Linked DNA regions of Pan troglodytes: region 1 is linked to region 2. Evidence: chromatin contacts called from public Hi-C data. All regions are on one chromosome and are shown on one strand. The core of a region is the stretch at or near the end of the contact, and the rest is flanking DNA. Distances in the headings are between cores, read along the strand shown.

The links. A called contact is a pair of places that touch in the nucleus more often than the background predicts.
Region 1: a Hi-C map of stem cell-derived neural progenitor cells shows a contact between it and region 2, with 15 times the contacts expected there. The contact joins two enhancer-like sites. A contact is called at or near these places in 5 of 7 Hi-C or Micro-C datasets (blood, induced pluripotent stem cells, a lymphoblastoid cell line and 1 more), 1 of 1 datasets of contacts at active chromatin or transcription factors (stem cell-derived excitatory neurons) and 1 of 1 other capture datasets (stem cell-derived neural stem cells).

What each region holds. Positions count from the first base shown.
Region 1 is chr17:27,604,577-27,609,696 of NHGRI_mPanTro3-v2.0_pri, reverse strand. No RefSeq gene overlaps it. Among named protein-coding and RNA genes, the nearest start is that of MYL12B, 22 kb to the left of the region's middle. Within about 2 kb of position 3,441, at least 10 of the 24 cell types and tissues checked have an H3K27ac peak or open chromatin away from gene starts, as enhancers often do. A contact at or near this core is called in stem cell-derived neural progenitor cells and stem cell-derived neural stem cells, where this site is marked.
Region 2 is chr17:27,218,779-27,224,021 of NHGRI_mPanTro3-v2.0_pri, reverse strand. All of the region lies in intron 8 of DLGAP1 (DLG associated protein 1), which reads right to left. Among named protein-coding and RNA genes, the nearest start is that of TGIF1, 220 kb to the left of the region's middle. Within about 2 kb of position 1,776, at least 12 of the 24 cell types and tissues checked have an H3K27ac peak or open chromatin away from gene starts, as enhancers often do. A contact at or near this core is called in stem cell-derived neural progenitor cells and stem cell-derived neural stem cells, where this site is marked.

The sequences.
Region 1 (5,120 bases), core at 2,192-4,691, 380 kb before region 2:
CTGAGCGCAGGCAGTTGTGCTCCTCCCAAGAAAATGATTATGGAAACACCATCGATAGTTTCATGAGCCAGTTTTACAAGTGTTTGTTAATTGTGCTTGATCCTCAGAACTCTAGGAAGTGGATAAAGTAGGAATTGTCATCCCATTTCACAGATGAGATTACTGAAGTTCCCTGACCTGCTCAACTTTGTATAACTAAAGAAGCTAGAGAAATGTTGAGCTTCTAACCTTTTTGACCAAGATGGGTGCTTCTCATTAAACCTATAATTTCCTAATTACATAATTAGTACCTGTAACCTGATCAGAATGTCTCACAATGTATATATTTAATACTGTCTGTCCTACGAGCAGCAATTATACAGATTTGCATCTCAAAATTGGTATGTGTTAAAATATAAGAAACAGAAATATAAAATAAATTTATATTTCTTAAATTATAAGAAACACAGTTTTTGAAATAGAAACATAAACTACTGAAAAATCGGGTATAAAAAGATCCCTTAGAAACATCATCTGGGAAATCTGAATGAGGATGTAAAGATTTATCACATACTAAAATTTCAAAAAAGGTTTCTTGTATAGAAAAATGATGAAGATGATGGATTGCACATATCACACAGTCTCTTAAGTGGATCTTTTTTTTTAGAATGGTTGTCATAGGCAATTTTAGAGACAATAACTAGAAGTGTCACTAGGTGGCACTATTGTTCTTAGTATAGTACTGTCTTAACCCATTCCCTAATGAATTTGAGATAAAGCAGCCAAATCATGAGTATCTAGACAGCATTACTGTCAGTAATGCTGTGACTTTGTCAAAGTTGTTTCTTAAATAATTGATGAAAAGTCTTACAATTAAATTCATACTATTTCATGAACTCCAAATGTAGGGAATAATCTCTAGGACTCCTTTTTACAAATATCAATGGCAAATTCCCTTCCCCTTCTCCACCCCTTTTGCCTTTTCCTTCCCCTTCCCCTCCCCTCTTTTTTCCTTCCTTCCTTCCTTCCTTCCTTCCTCCCTCCCTCCCTCCCTCTCTCCCTCTCTCCCTCCCTTTTTCCTTCCTACCTCCCTTCCTTCCTTCCATCCTTCCATCCTTCCTTCCTTCCTCCCTCCCTCCTTCCCTCTCGCCCTCTCTCCCTCTCTCCCTTTTTCCTTCCTCCCTCCCTTCCTTCCTTCCTTCCTCCCTCCCTCCCTCTCTTCCTCTCAGCCTCTCTCCCTCTCTCCCTTCTTCCTTCCTCCCTCCCTTCCTTCCTTCCTCCTTCCTTCATTAATTTACAAGTATTTATTGAGTGCTTGGAAAGTGCCAGAATCTCAGCTTGGCTCCAGCGGCTTTTACACCGAAATAATGACCTTTGTTGAACATGAGATCATAGGCTTTGCACTGAAAAGACCAGACTTCCTCCACTTACTGACTTGAACAAGTCGTTCTTGTTACCATCACTTCAATTTTAGAGATGAGAAGGCTAAAGCACAGAGCTAGTGGTTATGTATGAAAATACTTTGTAAAATTATGCTTTATATAGGAATGCTATTATTACCACCTCAGGAATGTTGAGAACTGTATCTATTATAGTTCTAGATAATATACTCTAATAAGGCACCTAAGCTGATTAAAAACAGGTCTAGCACAAATGACTATGAGACAGCTTCTATTTTTTTTTTCTTTGAGATGGAGTCTTGCTCTGTCACCCAGGCTGGAGTGCAATGGCGTGATCTCGGCTCACTGCAACCTCCGCCTCCCAGGTTCAAGAGATTCTCCCACCTCAGCCTCCCAAGTAGCTGGGACTACAGGCGCCTGCCACCACGCCCAGCTAATTTTTGTATTTTTAGTAGAGACAGGGTTTTGCCATGTTGGCCAGGCTGGTCTCAAAAGGTACGAAAAGTATTTTGTGAGATGCGTATGAATGGGTGTGTTTAAATATAAAACATTGTTCTAACACGTCTCACAGGAGACCAGCCTAATCTTTTACCAGCCGCACTTAACTGCAGTTGATTGTATTGCCAGGACACAGGCTTCCTTTCAGACAGTCATTCTGAATGAACTTGATGATGATTCATATTTCCTCGTGGACACTGGTAACTAGCACAGCGAAAACCAATCTGAGGACCTTCGTCTACTCGCATTTTTTAATAATCCGAGTGTAAATTGCAATTGACTCATTTGGGAGGTTGTGCTTACTGTACTTTTCTCAAGTAATCTTTTATTCAATCTATTTATTCAGTTCTTTCTTACTGAAGTGTACATTACATCTGAGAGCCGAGGGTGATAGCGAAACTAGGACCCTACTCTCTGGGAGTGTTTTAATGCCCAGCACTTTGGAAGCACGTAACGAACGTGAGTTCTTATCTGTTACCAGGGTGCCAAACAGCTGTTCAGGAGCTGCGACGGGTGTCTAACTGCTCACTGAAGAGGTCAAAGAGAGCTTTTAGAAATGCTTGCCCTGACGGTGATGTTTGTTCTCTCAGTGCTACCGCTGATCGCCTTCATACCAGCCTATCACATAGCTGAGAACTCAAGCAAACACGAAATAGAAAAACCTCAATTTGAAGAGTTTTATATTGAAAATATCCAGGATTTCCTGATTATTTTACAGACAAGCTAAAGAAATTCAGTAGATTATCTGCGTTTCATCGCTGCCAGATGATAAACATTTGGGAGCAGGGGCCACTTGCTGAAAGGCATCTTGAGAGATATACTCCCACTTCTCAGATTGGAAGACTAAGGCCCCAAAGCCTCCAGATCTAGCCTCTTAATCCAGGCTTCTTCTTAGCCACTGTGGTCTCACCCAGTTTATCAGGCAGTGGGATCTGTCTGCCCCACCCAACTCCAGAGCTTTTCCTTTTGTTTTTGAATTGCCCTTGAGTTCTGCACCACTCTTCTCCTCTTCCCCGTGGGTATGAAAACACCAAGGATGTCAATAGGAAAAGACAAGGGTCTGTAAATAGAGAAGCAAGCAGGAAACAAGGCCTGCATTCATGGGAATAAACTGAGCAATCCTAGAAAATTTGCCATTCATAACAGCAAATTTTAATCAGTGGTGCTGAGAAACTCTTCCCAAGCAAAAAAGGCTTGTGTCTCTCTGGGATGGGCCTCTCTCCTTGCTCCAAATCTGGTCTTAGTTCCCAGTCTAAGGTAGCTAGGGGATCTTCACAGCACACTCCTTGAACAATATCACATTTATATAACCTTGCCCCTCCCTTGTTTGTGAGTCTGGCTATTTCTTTCCCTGTTAAAAGACAAAACCCCAACCTCTTCACAGAACACCAACCAAACAAGAGCAGGAATCCCTCTTTATCTGATGGGCTTGCCACGCAGAGCTGCGGACCCTGAGTTGCCTGGCAGATGGGAAGCAAGCCCATCCTGCCCTGTGGAGGGGAGGGGCGGAGGAGAGCCCACTGCCAGTCCACAGCGGCCACACTGGAGAGACCTGCAAATCCGGGCTGGCTGTGCAAATCCGGGCTGGCCGTGCAAATCCAGGCTCATTGTCAGGCTGGCAGCATTGGCCAGGGCTGAGTAAATCAAGTGAAACAGAAGGCAGATGGATGTGACCAAGTTATTGCCAAGAGGAAACAGACAAGGTAATTTTAAAGAGATGAAAAATAAGCTTTTCTACTCTGCATAATCATGGAGATGGAAAAGGTTAGATTCTTGCTTACCTTTTCAGTGCATATCTGTGTTTTTATGCATATGATTTTTGTTGTGATTTTTTTCTTTTTGACCTCGTATGTTGCACATATCTGTCATGTCACTGCTACCACTTTGCTACTTTACCTGAATATGTGAAAACAGACCTCAATTTTGAAACTCTTCCATGGCACATTTTTCTTTTATTTGAAAAGATGCGTTTGATTTAGAAAATACAAAGGCACTCTCCTACTTTCTTTGTACCTGGGCTAAATTGGACATAGGTATCAAAATTAGCTACCTCCTCACCTGTGAAAGAGACACTGATAACAGATTGAGGGTGGGATGGGCCGGCCGTGAGGACCTATGGTGCAGGCTGGGGTTGTCCAGGCCAGGGCAGTGTGAGTCAGGGACAAGTATGTGTTCCAGCTTTTGTGCTTGTGTCACAGAGGTCAGAAATGACAAGCAGATAGGGAAATCTGTGGCTTTGGTTTAAAATAGAGCCCAGGTAGGCCGGGCGCAGTGGCTCACACCTGTAATCCCAGCACTCTGGGAGGCCGAGGCGGGCGGATCACCTGAGGTTGGGAGTTCGAGACCGCCTGACCAACGTGGAGAAACCCCGTCTCTACTAAAAATACAAAATTAGCTGGGCATGGTGGCCTATGCCTGTAATCCCAGCTACTCGGGAGGCTGAGGCAGGAGAATCACTTGAACCCGGGAGGCGGAGGTTGCGGTGAGCCGAGATCACGCCACTGCACTGCAGCCTGGGCAACAAGAGCGAAACTCCCTCTCAAAAAACAACAAAAAAAATAGAGCCCAGGTATTGTATTTTGAAATCAATTTATATATAACATGTGTGTTCCATGCATATGTGCACATGTGTGTTCATGCAGCCATAAATCAAACATCTCTGGAAAGACACACCAGAAGCTAGTTGCTGTTGTGGTGGGAATTTGTAGCCACGGGCCAGGGGTGAGAGGAAAACTTAATTACATTGTAAACACTTTCTTTTTAAAATTTTAGAATGTGCACTTGCATTTCCCATTAAAACTAAAACATATGATAATCATCTTAACTAAAGGATATATTCTTTACAAGCATAGGAAAAATCTCAAAGTAGTCCCATTGAGCAATTTCTTCCTTGGCATAAGGGGAATAAAATCCTAGTTGTCACCTCAGCTTGAAGGGAGGTTAAAGTGGGTTATCTTTCCTTTATGACTTTACTACAGAGATGTTGAAGGGCCAAGCATATGTTCCCAAGTAAGCAAGTGGCTCTTGAGTACCATGGGTTCGGGGGCTCCTGATAGCAGTGCTACGGCAAAGACGGTGAGAACTTTGGTGTTTGTGTTGGTTGGGCCTGGATGCCACCTTCCTGGCCCTGTCATTGGTTCACCCGTATTCTTAGAAAGATCTGAGCTGGAGTGGTGGAGATTGAGAAAATGAATGAATTGGAAGAAGATTCTGAAGAAGTAGGAGTGACTGAAGAATCTGTGA
Region 2 (5,243 bases), core at 527-3,026:
AGCTGAATGTGGAACAGAAGAATTGCCCAGCTGAACCCTGCCTAAATTCCTGATTCAAAATCATAAGGTATAATACAATGATTGTTTTTCAGCTGCTCCACATTGGGGTAATAAGGTATGTAGCAACAGATGACAGACATAGTCAGCTGTGCATACATTTTCTGACTACACATGTGCCCTGTCCCTTAGCTCTTGGTACTCCAGCCACATCACCCTTTCAGTTCTACTAATATTGAATGCAGAATTAGCACGTGCCGTCCCTCACCCTTCTTGATCCTTTGACTCTTAGCTAGTGAGGATTTTCTCAGGGAAGTTCTCCCTGAGCCTCTAGATTAATCCCTTTGTTACAGTAGATTCTCCCACAAGAACAGTCTCTTTCTTTCAGCGCAGTTATCTCTGTGATTATTTGATTGACGCTAGTCTCTACCCCTAGATGGTAAACTCCATGAGAACAAAGGGTAAGACTGCTTTTGATCACCAGTGAATTCCCCGAGTTCAGCACCATGTCTGGACATAGTAAGTGCAGAATAAATATTTGTTAAGAAGGTGAATGAAATATTTGAAGCAGCTGATAAAGACTCCCTTCTCACCATAGCTTTTAATAACCATGTCAATATTCTTTTCTTTGCACCTTGTGAAAATCTGGGTTCTCAGCCATTGTAACTGGGAAAGACAGTGTGACTTAATATGAGGCCACTGGTCCTACTTTGCTATTGTCTGTGAAGGCAGCTAAGCACAACTGAAGTTGCTGGAGTTCCTTTTTGTAACTGCTGGGGAAGAGGAAGCACAAGAGAGCCTCTGGGTGTGTGGGCGCAGGAATGCATAGAGAAAAAAGTAATTAGTGCCTGTTCACATTTATGTCTTTAGTTGGAAATTAGGGAGCTCTCCTAAAAGTCTAAAGAAAATCGTGGATGCTCAAACTGTTTAAAATGTTTCTAAATTTAAGTTTAGAAACAATTTGTTACTAGATCAGGAGCTCTTCCCCCTCCCCCCAACCCCTTCCTCTAAAAATGGAAGAAATAATTGCTGCTTCCTTAGTGCTGTTAGGTAAATTCTGTACCTTCCATAACCATTGCTCTCAGTATTATTTTCTTAATACCTAATCTGAATTCCTGTTTTAAAATGCATTCCCCTACTTAGCTCTACGGATATGGAAAATACATGCTCCGCTGGAAATAGTCTTTCTTAAAATATATCTGCTCTGCTTAAAGATTAGTTATCATTTTTGCCACATATAAAATAAGCCCAGGTCTCTACAAGTGCCCTTGTAATTTCCATTTCATAAATTTAAAAAATATTTTGTTTTACCTCGTTATATTTCTAATAGTGACCTCCAAATGGGTCTGTGTACAATATTTCATTAAATGGGTTTAGTAGGCTTCCAAAGGGAGAAAAGAGGATTTCCATTTCTGCATAATATTCTTGCTCTTTTAAGAAGAAAACACCTCTACAGTGGCAGGGCTAATATGTCGACAGGCATATTCCATATCATTTATGTAAGTTAACACATTCTGAGGCTCTGCCCATTTCCACTTCTCTGATTTGTCCTCCCTCCCTGAGTGCACAATACTGCATTTGTCCCTTTTGAACATGTAACAGATTAAAGAGCTGGGCAGGAGGCAGATGTAGGGGCACCTTTGATCTCTCATCCTTGGAGGTTAAGGGAGGGCAGAAACCTGGCGGCTGCCGAGCTGGAAACAAAACACAGGCCCAGACTGGAATTACCTTAAAGGGAGCCCGGCTCCAACCGCAGAGGCAGCTGGAAGCGCTGAATGGGCACCGGGGGAAGAGAGCCCCGCGGTCAGGCAGAGGACGCAACAGAGTCCTAACAATGTGATCCAGGCTACCCGAGAGTTGGTTAGAATAATCCTTCCTACGCAGAAAGACCCAGGAAACCTTCCAGGAAAGACTAGGCAGCAGCATTGAGAAAAAACGAAAAGTAAATCTTTTGCAAATAATATCACAAAACTTCCAGCTGTGCACAAATACTGAAGGGCAATTTTGATGACAATGCAGGAAGCTTTCAAAGAAAGGATTTTTAAACATATTTTTTCCTTTGCGGAACTCTTTTTAGCAAGGATTTCACCTTTGCCCCAGGATCCTGCCAATGTTCTTAGTCAAAGCCAGACCCGAGTTTCCTAGGATTCTTCGGTGAAACTGCATTGCCCCCTGGCGTTTGCATGCTGTTATTACGCCGCACATATAAAGCCCAGGGAACACCTACCAGTCCGAGGAAGGATGCAGCTCCTGGTTTCATCTACATGGAGAAACCTCTCTTAAAACACAGGATCAGAGAATGCAGTTCTAAATGGCAAATCTAGACTTGGTTTGACAAGACATGGAATGAAACTTTGAAATTAAAACTCCTTCCTTTTCCATCCTTAGCAGAATCTCCTGAGATGTTCAAGTAGCTCTGGAAAGAAACTGATCAGATTCTAATCTGTCAATTTAAAAAGTTTTTTTTTTTTTAATTTTTAAATTTGTTTTAGAGATAGGGTCTTGCTGTGTCATTCAAGCTGCAGTGCAGTGGTGCAATCATAGTTCACTGCAATCTTGAACTCCTAGGCTCAAGGGAGCCTCCTGCCTCAGCCTCCGTAGTAGCTGCAACTGCAGGTGCCCACCACTACACCCTGCTAATTTTCTTATTTTTAAATTTTTTGTTTGTTTGTTTTAGAGATGAGGTCTCACTGTGTTGTCCAGGCTGGTACTCCTGACCTCAAGTGATCCTCCTGCTTTGGCTTCCCAAAGCTCTGGGATTACAGGCCTGAGCCACTGTGCCCGGTTGCTAATCTGTCAATTTTTTTTTTTTTTTTGGAGTCAGGGTCTCACTCTGTTGCCCAGGCTGGAGTGCAGTGGTGCATCTCAGCTCACTGCAACCTCCACCTCCCAGACTCAAGCGATTCTCTTGCCTCAGCCTTCTGAGTAGCTGAGATTACAGACATGCGCCACCACCACCCAGCTAATTTTTGTACTTTTAGTAGAGGCGGGGTTTTACCATGTTGGCCAGGCTGGTCTCAAACTCCTGACCTCGAACGATCCACCTGCCTCGGCCTCACAGTCAACAAATATTGACTGTGCCGCTTACCATCCATGTGAACTTGGAAAACCCTCTTAACCTTTCTTTGTCTCCTCCACTTACAAAATGAGGCTGATAATAGTAGCATATACCATCTAGTACCTAGTAAACACCCTTTAAGTGTTTGTGAATGATGAGAACTATGTGAGTTTTCCACTCCGGTGGACTAGGGAAGATTAAAAAACATTCTGTGATGTTGAAAGGGCTTGGACTTGGTTCCTGGCCAAGTCTATTGAAACCCCAAAACACAAAGAAATGCTCCAGGTACTGCGGTTTCTACCTGGCCTCAGTGCAAACCTAGAATTAAGTACATCTCTGACACTTCCAGGTGGGTGTGACTAGACCTCTGAGAATATGCTGGGGCCTGAGAGGGTCCATTCTTGTCCACACCAGGGCAGAGTTCCACCCCCAAGGCTAGGCCAGAGCCGGAATGACTCCAGGAGTAAGGCCAAGGGTGGTCTTCCTTGGCCCAGGTTCCTCTAGAATATGCCACTGTGGCATAAAAATGATTTTGAGCTGAAGGCATTTGATAATAGGCTTATTTCTAAACTCCCTTATCTGCCACAAAGCAGAACCTCCTCCCAAAACTCAATTGTCATAAATCCCTTCCCACAGATTTTTCTGCAACCAGAGAAAGTTGACTCTAATACCAAAGAGAAGCCCACAGCACACCTAAACAGGCATTGTCACAAAACTATCATCTCCCATCTATCCTCCTAAAGGCCCATGATCTTTCTTAAAAGTAATTTATTTTTCCTTAAGTGCCCTTCTCCTCCTCCCCTTCTCTTGTTAAGATGGCACATAAGCCCCAAATTGTAAGTGCCCCCTTGAGGCATATTTTCCTGAGAACTCCCATACATAATGAACAGAAGCCTGTCTTTTCTTTTGCAACCCCCAAAACACTGAACTTAAGAGGGTAAAGGAACAGTTTTTCCTTCCTTCCTTCCTTCCTTCCTTCCTTCCTTCCTTCCTTCCTTCCTTCCATGTTTTCTAGAGACAGGGTTTCACACTGTTATCCAGGCTGGAGTGCAGTGGTGTGATCATAGCTCACTGCAGCCTCAAAGTCCTGAGCTCAAGTGATCCTCCCCCCACAGCCTCCAAGTAGCTAGGACTACAGGCATATGCCACCACACCCAGCTAATTTTTTTAATTTGCAAATTTTTGTAGAGATGGGGGTCTCACTGTGTTGCCCAGGCTGGGGAAAAGTTTTTCATCTTCCGTACTTTCTTCTGTGCCTTTGGCAAAATACTGGACTCCACTGTGCAAAAAAAATCTCTGCTCAGGCCTTCAAAACGAGCTTCACATCTTGTGCCAAGCTATCCTCAGTCGAAGCAGTGGTGGCAAATAAACCCACCATAAATGAGAAATAGAATGCTTGGCCCAGTGCACTGGCTCACGCATGGAATCCCAGCACTTTGGGAGGCCGAGGCAGGCAGATCACCTGAGGCCAGGAGTTCGAGGCCATCCTGGGCAACATGGTGAAACCCCGTCTCTACTAAAAATACAAAAATTAGCTGGGCGAGGTGGCAGGTGCTACTTGGGAGGTTGAGGTAGGAGATCGTTTGAACCTGGGAGGCGGAGCTTGCAATGAGCCGAGATCGCGCCACTGCACACCAGCCTGGGCGACCGAGTGAGACTCTGTCTCAAAATAAATAAATAAATAATAAAAAAGCAATAGAATGTTCTACATAATATTTTACATGTTAATATTCGTACAGCATCTTTGAACAAAGGCTGACAAATACAAGTGATAAGTTTGTTAAATGAAAATAAATATTGTACAATTTCAGTCTTTAAGAAAGACAACGCAGACTGGTTTTAGGGTTCCAGACCTTCCAGATGTTTTTCTTATTTTGCACTGCATCTTTAAAATCTTGCGTATTATTGATAAGGAGTGCTGGGAAGGGAAGAGCGTGATCCCTTTAACTGATACGGAAGAGGGGAAGGGAAGTGCTGGGTAGAGGAGGGCGTGGTCCCTGGCTAGGGCTCTACCCCCACGGACCTAGGTGAGGACAGGCACTCCTGCCTTCCTGCCCAAATGTTGCATTTTCCAAGACCACCTTGGCCCACCACACCCCCAACCTGGGCCTATAAAAATTCGAGACCCTAGTAAGGAAGAGACACAAGCGGCTGTACGTGTTGAGAAACACATCGGCAGAAGAAGACA